Regions from separate parts of the Mus musculus genome. Here region 2 is linked to region 1. The links are chromatin contacts, called in public Hi-C maps. All regions are on one chromosome and are shown on one strand. The core of a region is the stretch at or near the end of the contact, and the rest is flanking DNA. Distances in the headings are between cores, read along the strand shown.

Region 1 (5,998 bases), core at 1,345-3,844:
GAGACTACATTTACTTCCGTAATGCTTGGGATCCACGTGTTGTGTACCGAGCATTGTGGGTAGTACAGCCTCACTTCACGGCTGAGGTGGGTGCCTTCATACCAGAGCCTCTTCCACAGCTTGCCCGTTAGTCACACAGGAGTTCTTTGCATGTGCCTGGCTTTGGCTGAGACTAACTCATTTGCACTCCTTACTGAGGAGACACAGGCAGGAGGCTCCCTGGGGTGGGGCTGGGGGGTGGGGACAGCCAGTCTAACTAATATGCTGGCTTCAGGTTCAGTGGGACCATGTCTCAAAAAAGAAGGTGGAGGGCACACTCGCACGTGTGTGCTCTCTCTCTCTCTCTATCGCTCTCTCTCTCTCTCTCTCACACACACACACACACACACACACACGAGGGGAAGTGGGAGAGAGGTGGAGGGGAGAGAGAGAGAGACTTTATTCCATACATTTTATTAGAAAGTCATGATGCCTTCCACTCTCTCCCTATGTGTAATTCCAGGCTGCCCATCCAGCTGGCTCCCCATGGCCTCTGGTGAGAGAATATGTGTGTCTGTGAAGCATCACAGGTGAGCCCCATGCAATCTCAGGCCTAAGAACTCCCACAACTTTTCTCTTTCCTTTGAGGACCCCCGACCTCCCCTTCTGAGGTTCACAAGGGCATCTATTGGCCTAATTGAGAAGCTAAGCTGCAGACTGGCTAAAAGTCCCTCAGAGGGGCAAGGACAGCATTCAGAGCCAAGCGGCAGGCTGGGGGCTCTGCCCGGGGCCCCTACTTGGGAGAAGTCGGCTTTGTTCCCCATGCTTTCCTGAAATCAAGCCTGAGGGTCTCAGAGAACCAGCCACCTAAGGACTGAAGGTTCCTGCCGGGCATCCGCCTGGCCTCTGCAGCAGCAGCTCACGCTAGGAGCCTCAGCTGGTTCACCAGCAGCTCATGACTCCCCTGAGCACTCCCAGTTAATAAATCCCAGGCCCTCGTGGTGTGAAAGGGAAGAGATTACTAGTCCAGGCACTTGGCTGGCGCTGCAGGGTCTCTACACACCTCATACATCACATCTGATACCTCAGGGAGGTGTAGGCTGGCTTGGAGTGTTCTGTGTGGGGTGAGAAACAACATCTCCTCCACTCATGTGCCCCTTCCCAGACTCCTCTGCTTCCACCTGGACCCCAGAGGCAGAGTGCCCTTATGATAGTGTTGAGAGATAGTACATCCCTGCTCTCTGGTAGAGTACACTGCTCTCTCTCTCTCTCTCTCTCCCTCTCTCCCTCTCTCTCTCTCTCCCTCTCTCTCTCTGGGTGTGTGTGTGTGTGTGTGTGTGTGTGTGTGTGTGTGTGTGTGTGATGCAAAGACAGAGACACACCCAAGTCCATAGGCCTGCAGAGAGACCACTGTACTGTGTGGTGTATGTGCATGCTTATATGCGTGAGTGTGCTAGAAGCCAAGCTGGGAGCGGGCAGACCAGGGACAGAAGGAAGGGGAGAGACAGTAGAGAAAAGAAGAGGGACAGAGCATGTAGGGGTTTCATGGAGTCAGAGGCCTCCAGGGTCTGCATAGTCTAGCTGTCCCCTTCAATGAGATATCGAGTCAGAGCTAGTCCCCAGGCCAGGGGACAGAGGCATGCACAGTCTTAGGAGTCCAGGAGATAACAATATACAGGAGCCATGCAGGCCAGTCACAGACTTGGAACGGGACAGCTGGCCAGGCTTGCTCAAAGGTCTCAGCCCCCACACAGTTCCAGGTCACTCTTGCCATGAGGAACAAGAACATTCTTTTGCCAGATTTCTAATTTCCCTTCTCCTGAACTTCTGTAAAAAAAAATTTCCAAATTTTAAAGAAGCCTCAGTTGGGCCAAACAACACATCCTGTAGCCAGGTTCTGCCTGCTCAACACTGGGCTTGGTCTTTCCGCAGAAGAGGGGGGCAGTGGGGGGCATGTCTGCCAGGCTACTGCCACTTTCTGTCTGTGGGGTCCTGGGCCTCTGAGTTAATCTCTGAGCCTCTGTCTACTTATCTACACGATGTGGATAGGAATGGCTGTGGTGGCCTGAAGATAACACTCCCTCCTACAAGAGCCAGCAGTTGGCGTGCAGCAGAGCTCATCAGACGCTAGGCCCTTTGATCTGCAGCTCATCTCAGGCAATGGGTCTTAGAATCCCCCTTTCAGATATCTTCCTTCCTGGAATCCATCTCCCTGGGTTTAGGATAGAGATGTGAACAGCCTACCTAGCGTGGTGGTGCTGGTCTGTCATCCTGGATATCTGAGAGACTGAAGCAGTATCCTAGGCTACTCTCAAACCTTGAACTTCTCTGATCCGCCTGCTTCCAGCTCCCACTTGCTAGGAGTGGTGCAGATCACCACAACCAGTTTATGCAGTGCTGGGGATTGAACCCTGGGCTTTGCACATGCTGGGCAAGTACTCTGCCAAGAGAGCTAAGTCTGTAGACCTCAAAGTGAAGATTAACCCTGCCAGTGGGTTAATCTTCCTTCAAAGGTAGCTTGGACAAGAACAGCGAGTGGTTCCAGGAGTTAGTGGGCAAGAGCAAGAGAAAAGAGGAAAAGGTTATTCGTATCTTAGGCAGAGCCATGGGGAAGAGGACGGTTAAAGAAAACACGCAGTTTGCATATCTCAGAAGCAGAAGCCAAGGGCACTAGAGTCCCTGCTGCAAACTTTATAGATTGCACAACTGCCTTTTTAAAGACATAATCGTTCCAACTAAATGTGCCAGCATCTCCAGTCTCGCCAGCACTCCATGCTTCTGCTCTCAGATTGGTTTTGCTGGTATGATGGACAGGATGCCAACTTTTCCCCCAGTTAGTCAGGGGGAAGTCCCAAGGCAATTAAGAAAGAGTCCTCACTATGAACTAATGGGCATGCCTGCCAAGGAGGAGGAGGGACCTGATGTGTCTGGAAAGGGCATGGTGAGGCAGCGTGGATGGAAGCCCAGGGCAGCTGGGGCTCAGGCCAGGCCTGGCTGGCCGCTTCTCCTACCCATCTCAAGACTCTAAGGCTTGGGAGAGCCAGCATGAGTATGTGCCACCCATAGGCTTGACATTTGCTCCAGGTTCACCCAGATGAGGCTTCAGGGAGACAAGCTAGGCTTACCTTAGGCCCACCACCTATCAGTTCTAGAGAAGCACTCACAGTTGGGAGAAGGGGATATTGAGAGCTCCCTGCTGACGAGCTACAACCCAGCCAGTCCTGGATTTAAAGTGGTATACCGTCCACAAGATTCATTTGCTTGTTCGCGTGTTTTGCAGTGATGAACTCAGGGAACCCTAAAGGCTATGCAGGTGCTCCACCACTGGGAACTGTCTTTAGTCTCCTGTGTGTATGGAGGTCAGCGGTCAACATCACTCACCTCTCTCTCTCCCTCTCTCTCTGTCTGACACTCTCTTACTAAAACAGGAGCTCATTATTGGTTAGGGAAATCTTGCTCCATGCCTAGAGCAGGGAAACCGGAGGAGCCACCAGTGAGGTCTGCTGTGCTCTCAGTGCCATTGGTGGTTTCTGATCCACGTGCATGACTGATTGTGTGGGAGTGACAGCTCAGAAGGGATTCTCTAGACACTTGCATGTCACCAGGAGTTGTCTAGTAAATTAACACAAGCCACAGTGGACTTCAGTCTTGTCAAAGTGCCTTATCTGTCACCATGTGATTTCAGTTCAGGCCTTGGTGCAAATCTTACATGCTTTAAACAAACAAACAAACACCAGAGCTAGGGAGCCGGCTCGGCAGTTAATTGTATTTACTATTGTTCTATCAGGGGTCAGATTTCAGATCTCAGCACACACCATACGTGGCTCACAAATGTCTGTTACTCCAAGGGAACTCATGGCCCCTTCAGGCCTTCACGGGCACGTGCTTCCATAAATAAAAACAAATCTTGAAAGAAACATTAAAATAGTATCTTTACAATTTTAAAAGTAAAGCAGAAAAACACACATTTCTAGTATTGATACTTAAAATTATCCATAATCTCTAAGGTATCTGATATGTCTAAATAGTAGAGAATACAGACCCTACTGTATATGAAGTGCATTTTCCCAGCAAATACTCTGGTGTGTTTCCTTTTTAGGGATCTTTAAGTTCTTGGCAAACATTATTTAAAACTTTAAAAATGATTATTCATGTGAATGGGTGATTTGTCTGTGTGTCTCAGGCACACCGTGCTCTTGGAGGTCAGAGAGGACATCAGATCCCCTGGAACTGAAGTTACAGATGGTCATGAGCTGCCTAGTGGTTGCTGGGAACTGAACTTGGATCCTCTGGAAGAGCAGCCAGTGCATTTAACTGCTGAGCCATCTCTCCAACCTGGCAAACATTTTTGAAGGATGCATAGCTATATGTGGTGATACCCAAACGAAGTCTTACCTCATGGGAAATGGAGGCAGTAAGATTATGAGTTTGAGGTCAGCCTGGGTCAATGAGCAAGACTGTATCAAAACAAAACAGTTTTAGATGGTAGCCATTGTGAGACTACACTGTAGGTCATTTGGTAATATGTTGTTTGTCTTAGTTAGAGTTTTACTGCTGTGAACAGACACCATGACCAAGGCAACTCTTATAAAGACAACATTTAATTAGGGCTAGCTTACAGGTTCAGAGGTTCAGTCCATTATCATAAAGGTGGGAACATGGCAGCATCTAGGCAGGCATGGTGCTAGAGTAGCTGAGAGTTCTACATCTTCATCTGAAGACTGCTAGCAGAATACTGGCTTCCAAGCAGCTAGGATGGGGGTCTTAAAGCCCTCGCCATAGTGACACACCTACTCCAACAAGGCCACACCTCCCAATAGTGCCACTCCCTGGGCCGAGCATATATATAAACCATAACATTGTTGCTATCAGAATTTGCTGTCATGGCTCTCTTAACATAGTTGTATGGACACACATTTTTACCCCAAATCCTGACTATTTCCTAGCATTAGAGTCCTAGGAGGTGGTTTGCTGAGTCAAAGGAACATTTTTGGGTTTGTGTGTTTGTCTCTGTGTGTGTGTGTGTGTGTGTGTGTGTTGTGTATCCATGTGCATGCGTGCTGGGGGGTGTTGGGGGGTGGGGTAGGCACAACATCAATGTCAGATGTCTTTCTGGATCACTCTTGTGGTGGTTAGAATAAGAATAGCCTCCCTAAGCTCATAGACTTGAATGCTCGGTAGTATGGTTTGTATATGCTCGGCTCAGGGAGTGGCACTATTAGGAAGTGTAGCCTTGTTGGAGGAAGTGTCACTGGGGGTAGGCTTTGGGGTTTCAGAAGCCCAAGCCAGGTCCAGTTGCTGTCCTCTCTCTTCCTACTACCTTCAGGATCCAAATGGAGAACTCTTAAGCTACTTCTACACACTGTTTACTTCAGACAGGGTGTCTCAGGGACCCTTCTGTCCTCACTGCCCCATTGCTGAACTTACAGGCATATCCTGTCATAGCCTGCCTTGCCTGGCTTTCTATGTGGGTGCTGGGGATCCAAACACAAGTCTTGCCATTACTCAGTAAACTCTTCGTCCCCCTGATCCATCTCTTCCAGTCCTTTCTTTGGGGGTTCTTAAAAGACAGCACCAAATCACTTTCTAATGCCCGTGGAACCCTTACCTCTGTCTGCAGAAAGCAACAGTTTCAAAGGGTTTTGTCAGTTGAATTGCTTAGGCATGACTTTAAAATGATTTGTCGGGGCTGGAAAGATGGCTCAGTGGTTTAGAACACACACTGTTCTTGCAGAGGACATGAGTTTGGTTCCCAGCCTCCATGCCAGCTTCAAGGGATCTGTCCCCTCTTCTGGCCTTCTCCAGGACCTGCACTCACAAGTACAGACACACACACCGACACACAATTAAAAGCAACATCGTTTATGGTGCTCTTTTAATTACCTGCCCTTTGAAGGCTATTAGTTGCGTTCTCTCAGTTTTAGTGTGTGTCCTGTTGAGCCCCACCCCCTCTCCTTGTTTTAGCATGGGATTGAATACATTTGAGACCAATCCTTCTGTGTTAGCAACAATGTCTCCA
Region 2 (5,998 bases), core at 2,371-4,870, 390 kb before region 1:
CTGACAGGCTCAGCGATGCTTTGTTTTCATTACCAATTGGCTCTCCAAAGCCTCAGCCCAGCCTCGCCTACCTAATTGGCAGCTGTGTTGCATCTAAGATAAGGACCACTACTTTTGGACTCCTACCCCCAAGGTCCCCCTCTAGGATTTATCTTGGGTCTTACCTTCCCTGTGGATGCTCCTTGCAAGAGTCAGTGAACCTTATCATCCCTTTGGGGTCAGATCCATCCTCCTTTGCCACAGCTTTGCAGTGGATCTAGGAGTGAAACTCTCCCTCCCTTTGCCTCCACACTCATGTGCCCCTAGGAGGCCAGCAGGACACTCTAACACAGTCTATGTACCTCAGTGGTGGAACCTCAGTTGTGTTGTGTATCAAGTGGAGGGAGTAACACAAAGGACTTTCCTCAGTAGAGTACAGTGACATACTGCCTAGGAAGGGCTCCCTAATGGTTGGCTATTGCTGTAAATGAAAATTTCAAAATCATGCACATGCTAATGGCTGCATAAACTTCTCTTGTGTGGGTAGATGGTGATTTATTTAACCATCTCCTTGCTTTGGGGGCACTGTGGCTGTCTTTAGTTCTTTGCCGTTACAAATAATTCCACAGCGGACATCTTGTATATAAATCTTTCCATTTATTTCTGATTACTTCCTCAGAAGAGCTCCCCGAGTATTGCCTGTCTTAGAACAAAGTCCTGTCGCCCAGATTTTTCAATGATGCCCTTTGAAATGAAAGCAAAGCCTATTTTCCGTCAGAGAGAGAGAGAGAGAGAGAGAGAGAGAGAGAGAGAGAGAGAGAGAGAGAGAAAGAGAGAGACATATGGAATGGGTTAGGCGAGACTCGGTTTGGGGAAAAGGCAGAAATAGGTTCAAGATGGGATTAGACGTGTGTCAGGATGCCTGACACGGTGCCAGTTACAAAGCTTTCCTCCCAGCTCCTGGCTGGAGGAGAGGCAGGGTCTCGGTCCTCAGGGAGCGCTGATCTCTCTCTGAGACAATTTCAAGGGGCTTTGATGTTCTGAGCGTGGGAGAAACTCAAGTCGTGCGGCTAGCACTGCACTCCTCCAACCAGAAGGGGGCGGTGTGGTCTGTTTCTGTCAGCAGCGAGGCCTTGGCTTTGTTGCTAAGATTGCTCCTTAAAACTTTGGCTCATGTTTGCTATATTTCTCCTGTCTGTTTTTCTTCCCTCCCTCCCACCTTTACACTTTTCACTATCACTTAGATTGCCTTTTTTTCCCCCACCCATTCACTCAGGAGGAAGCTAACATATGCTTGCCTAGGCCAGACATCAAGACTGCTTTCAGACCCGCGCTGGATCCCAGCATGCTCAGAGACTCTGCCTCACACACATCAAACAGATTAAATACTTTTTTTTTCCTGTGAAAAATTATGACTTATTTTTATAACTTTGCTTTTGAAATTCTTTGGCTACAAGTAATTCATTTGATGTAGAATTGGCTTTGATTTCTCAGCAATTATCAGGGGGGCTCAGGAATTCTTGCAAAGTGAGAAAAATCTAACCTGCACATCGTTCTGAAACGTAATGAAATTTTTACGAATACTAAATGAAGCCCTTAATGAGGCTGATGGAAGATTTTGTTTGGGAGACATTTCATTAAAATTTTATTAATTTCCATTGTAAAGTTTCCCCTTTATGTTTCAGAGCCAATGGTTTTGGTGTGTGTGTGTGTGTGTGTGTGTGTGTGTGTGTGTGTGTGTGTTGATTTTTATCTCAAACCCTCTAGTGCCTAATGGATAGAGTGTTCTACCCAGCTTGGGACTGAAGAGTCTGCTCTTTGCACAGAGCCTCCAGGACTCCAAGAGACTGAAAAGTCAAAGCACTGTTATCATGGAATGTGTCAGAGAACCCTGAAAAAAACACCGAGGAAAAGGTGGCCAGTGTGTAACTGGAGTTCCAGCATAGAAGACCCGGTTCTCACACAGCCTTAAAAGGCTAGGCTCAGCCATTGGTCTGAATACACCATAAGACATGTAATCCTGAAAAGCAGAGAAAGATTTTATCAACTGTCTGGAAGAAGGAAGTTCAATGGCCATGAATCTGTCCTCAGGACACCTATGTGAACTTTAGATTTAAGTAGAGGAAGAACTGGACGGGGTGGGAGGGGAGGCGTGCATAACTAAGCAGTCTTGAGCAAGGTGTGGTCCTACAAAGTGGTCCAATAAATAGAGTCTATGATCTGGTCTGTGTCACCTGATCAGATACAAGGTGTGCCGTTTCCATGGTAGATATTTTTGTTTTCATCTTGTAGGTCATTCATCCTGCAGGGACTGGCCATCCCTGGAATCTAAGGTGACTGCAGGTTTAGGACAATGAGTTAGTTATCTTTGTGTTTCCAGTCTGGAAGAGGAAAGAAATAGGGTAGGTAGCCAGACACTCTCTGAGTGGGTAATGTGTCTATGAAGAGTCAATCATGAGTCTGACCAGAAATAAAAGAGGCACACACACAAAACACAACCAGAGAAGTTGGGCTTTCCTCCCGCCTCAAGGCTTGTAAGACTTGTACCTTGTAGTGAGGCTGCTTGCTCTCACTGTCAGCTTGACAGAACCTAGAGTCACCTGGGAAGAAGAAGGAATCTCAATTGAAGAGCTGCCTTGAAAGATTGGCCTATGAGGAACTGTCTTGATGGATGGTTGATGTAGACCCAGCCTACCATGGGCAGCACAATCCCTAGGCAGGTTGTCCCAGGCTATATATTACAACTGGTATTGAGTAAGCCAAGAAGTTCCTTCACGGTTTCTGCTTCAGATTCCCTCATTGATAGATTGTGAACTGGCAAACTAGAGGGGCTTTTTCCTTTTTCTTTCTTTCTTTCTTTCTTTTTTTTTTTTTTTTTTTTTTTTTTTTTTGCTTTTTACCCGAAGTGGCTTCTAAGGGCCTATTCTTCCCAAGACTAGCCCAAGTGAAATCTGAACTTTTCTAAGTGGATCGGATTGTGCAAGCAAGGGCCCAGAAAGTGTCCACATTAGAAAAGAACCTACCAGAAAACACAGCTGGCTGGCCACTTTGCTTAACCCAAGCTAAACTCCAGAGCCTTGTTCCCCGTAACCTTGCTGTTTCCTGGGAGCTCCTCTGACCTCCTGAGTCAGTCAGAACCTTTACTGCAGTGAGATTGCTTTGACTTATGCTTTTCACAGGAGACTCTGGGGGAACAGGGCCAGAGGGAAGGCCAGCGAGGGGTGGGAATTAGAGAGGGAGTGTCATCTGTCCAGGAAAAAGGCAGAGCAGAGCTACAATTGCCCCTCAAGCTGGTTTCAAGTTTGGCCTGAAAGTCTAGACCCTGCACCCTCTTCCTCTCCACCCCTACCAGTCTCCAACTTCAACCTTTGCTTGGAGGGCTGCAATGTTTCCTGCTTACAGGTTTCTCCATTCCTGGACCAACAGAGGTCCCCTCCCACTGGCCTCTGCTCTAGACAGCTTGTCTTCCCTGCTCGGTTCTTTCAGCCAGCACACCAACGATTACCTAATAGACTGTAGGCTACGTGCATAATTTATTCCTGTGAGTAATTGATCACATTTGGATGAGCAAGGGCCAGCACCAGGAAGAGACGGGAGAAGAGACATCAATAACCAGAGGAAGGAAGCTGGGCTAAAGTCAGCTAATTAGATGTCTCGCTGAGGCAGCTCTTTAAACGGAATGGGCTGAAGGTTGCAACTGACAGGTCAAGCATGCACGCCCACGCCCTCCCCTAGCTGCCCCCGTGTGGTCCAGCTTTGCTATAGATTAGAGTGTGTGGCAAGGAGCCCAGGCCTGAGTCAGAGAACTCTGCCACTAGCCCGAGTGATCTCGAGCAAACCTTTTTCCTCTGGGCTTTGATTTTATCAACTGTGAAATGGGGAGAGAGTGGGTTACAAATACGACTCTCAACAACAGAAATCCCAGAAGACTTGCAGACATAGATTGCAAGGATGTAGCTCCTAAATGATGCTACAGTTGATACAGGGCAGGCCAGTCATCTCCTGTAACTCACAGTAGTGATCCAATGGGCACTCTGATGGGACGATAACCCTAAGTTTGTACTCTGCTTTGGCCCAAAATATTGTTGGTAAAGGTGGCTTTCCTTTAGAGCTGTGGTTCTCAACCTTCCTAATGCTGCGACCCTTTAAATAGTTCCTCACATTGTGATCACCCCTAACCATAAAACTACTTTTGTTGCTACTTCATAACTCTAATTTTGCTGCTGTTATGAATTTTAGTATAAATATCTGATATGTGACCCCTGTGAAAGGGTCTTTGGATCCCAAAGGGCTCACAACCCATTGGTTGAGAACCACTGCCTTAGAACTTCATTCATTCTGAGGAAACTTGTCTCTCATTCCTGCCTTGGTTGCTAACTCACTACCTTGGTGCCGTTTCTTCTCCAGTGACTCGTTCCTGACCTGTGTATACACGGGCTGGCATCACGTCGCTTCTGACCACTGTAACACTCTATGGGGAGGTTCTCTAGAGATTTAACATGTGCAGTGAGTACCAGCCCCCGTTCCACCAAGAGCATCTGCTTCAGTACATCTGGGATAGCTCAGGGTGGTAGGTGTCTAAATGCTGCCATGTAATTCCAAGGATCAGGTACATTTGTAAGTCAGGGACTAGGACAGATGGCACATCTGCCATACTGGTGCCACACTTGTACTCTGGAGCTGGGGAGGATCCAGTTCTCTCCATGTGGGAAGTACGGTAGTAGCTGCTCGCCTCCACACGGCCAAGCGAGTCACGGGTGTGCAAGCTTCGTTTATGTATATACAGGTGCATGTGTGGGTGGTTACAGCTGCTCGTGGAGGTCAGCGGTTGACCTCCGTTGTCATTCCTCAAGATGTGTCCACATTTTTTGCTTGACATTTTGTGGTCTGTCTTCCTTCCTTTTTTTCTCCCTCCCTCCCTCCCTTCCTTCTTCCTTCCTCTCGAGTAACTTTTACTGGCTTACTCATTTGCTTATTTTATGTATTTGCTTGTTTATTCTTATGCATGTCATGTGCTGCACCATCCACCTTATCCTGAGCTAGGATCTCTCCTTCCGCCGGATGCTTGAGTTTCAATTAGGCTAGCCGGCCAGCAACCTCTCAGGACTTACCTGTCTCCACTTTCCCTTGGCGCTTGGGTTACAGGCAGTCAAAGCCACACCCAGCTTTTTCTGTGGTTGCTGGGATCATCTCCTAAGTCTCTGCTGTTCCCAGCTCCCAGCAAGCTCTGGGACTGCAGGTGAGTGGCACCACTCAAGCTTTTTGTATTGGCATTGGAGTTCTTATGCTTGATGGCAAACTCATTACCAACTGAGCCATCTCCTCAGCCCGTATCCAAGCATCTGACATTGTGATGTAATGTTACATACAAATGTGTCGGGCTGCAGGTTAGACCTGCCAGTGGGAAGATCTACTGCTCCGCACTAGAACAAAGGAAAGAGCTTTTTGTTTGCCTGTTTTTTCCCTTTGTTTTTGTTTAGTATGGTTGAGACAGAGTCTCATAATGTAGCTCTGGCTGGCCTGAAACTTGCTATGTAGACCAGGCTAGCCTGGAACTCAGAGCAGTCCTTCTGCTTCTGCTTCTGTGGTGCCGGGATTAAAGGCATGCATCACCACACCCAGCAAAAGATCTGTTTTTAAACCCTGGGATGCTGGTGACAGGACAAATTTAGGCAAGTCACGGGAGCACCTTGAATATACCCTTCCCTGTAGGATGGGATAATAGTAACTAATTTCCCAGCCCAGTCGGGAGGATGGAGAGTAATGACCGTAGGTGTGTTTGGGAGAGGCTCACTTTCTGTGCAAGTTGTCCACACAGCCCCCCTCCCAGCTTCCCTAGGGCCACCTGAGTGTGTCTGGCAGAAGCCAGCCTGACTGGATATTCACATGGTTCACTCCAAGGAAAGCAAAACTTGAAGAGAACCTATGGTTGCTGAAGGCCAGGAGGCTGAAGGTGCAACAGGGGAGCCGAGCCTCAGCTTTTGGTCCAGGGAGTAATCCTGGAGATGGTTCCACCCTG

The links. Hi-C and Micro-C count contacts between places; a contact is called where the count stands out from the background.
Region 2: a contact with region 1 is called in a Hi-C map of bone marrow-derived macrophages, with 20 read pairs. The contact joins two enhancer-like sites. A contact is called at or near these places in 1 of 15 datasets of contacts at CTCF or cohesin (large pre-B cells), 5 of 484 Hi-C or Micro-C datasets (the N1E-115 cell line, bone marrow-derived macrophages, embryonic stem cells and 2 more), 10 of 115 datasets of contacts at active chromatin or transcription factors (acute myeloid leukemia, bone marrow-derived macrophages, differentiating embryonic stem cells and 6 more) and 1 of 9 other capture datasets (embryonic stem cells).

The regions. Positions count from the first base shown.
Region 1 is chr9:61,306,812-61,312,809 of GRCm38.p6, reverse strand. Gm34264 (a long non-coding RNA gene) reads left to right here. Exons shown (of 3, transcript XR_379514.2): 3 at 503-525. Among named protein-coding and RNA genes, the nearest start is that of Gm51683, 4.9 kb to the left of the region's middle. Within about 2 kb of position 2,594, at least 31 of the 459 cell types and tissues checked have an H3K27ac peak or open chromatin away from gene starts, as enhancers often do. A contact at or near this core is called in bone marrow-derived macrophages, where this site is marked.
Region 2 is chr9:61,693,178-61,699,175 of GRCm38.p6, reverse strand. No RefSeq gene overlaps it. Among named protein-coding and RNA genes, the nearest start is that of Gm34770, 35 kb to the right of the region's middle. Within about 2 kb of position 3,620, at least 33 of the 459 cell types and tissues checked have an H3K27ac peak or open chromatin away from gene starts, as enhancers often do. A contact at or near this core is called in bone marrow-derived macrophages, where this site is marked.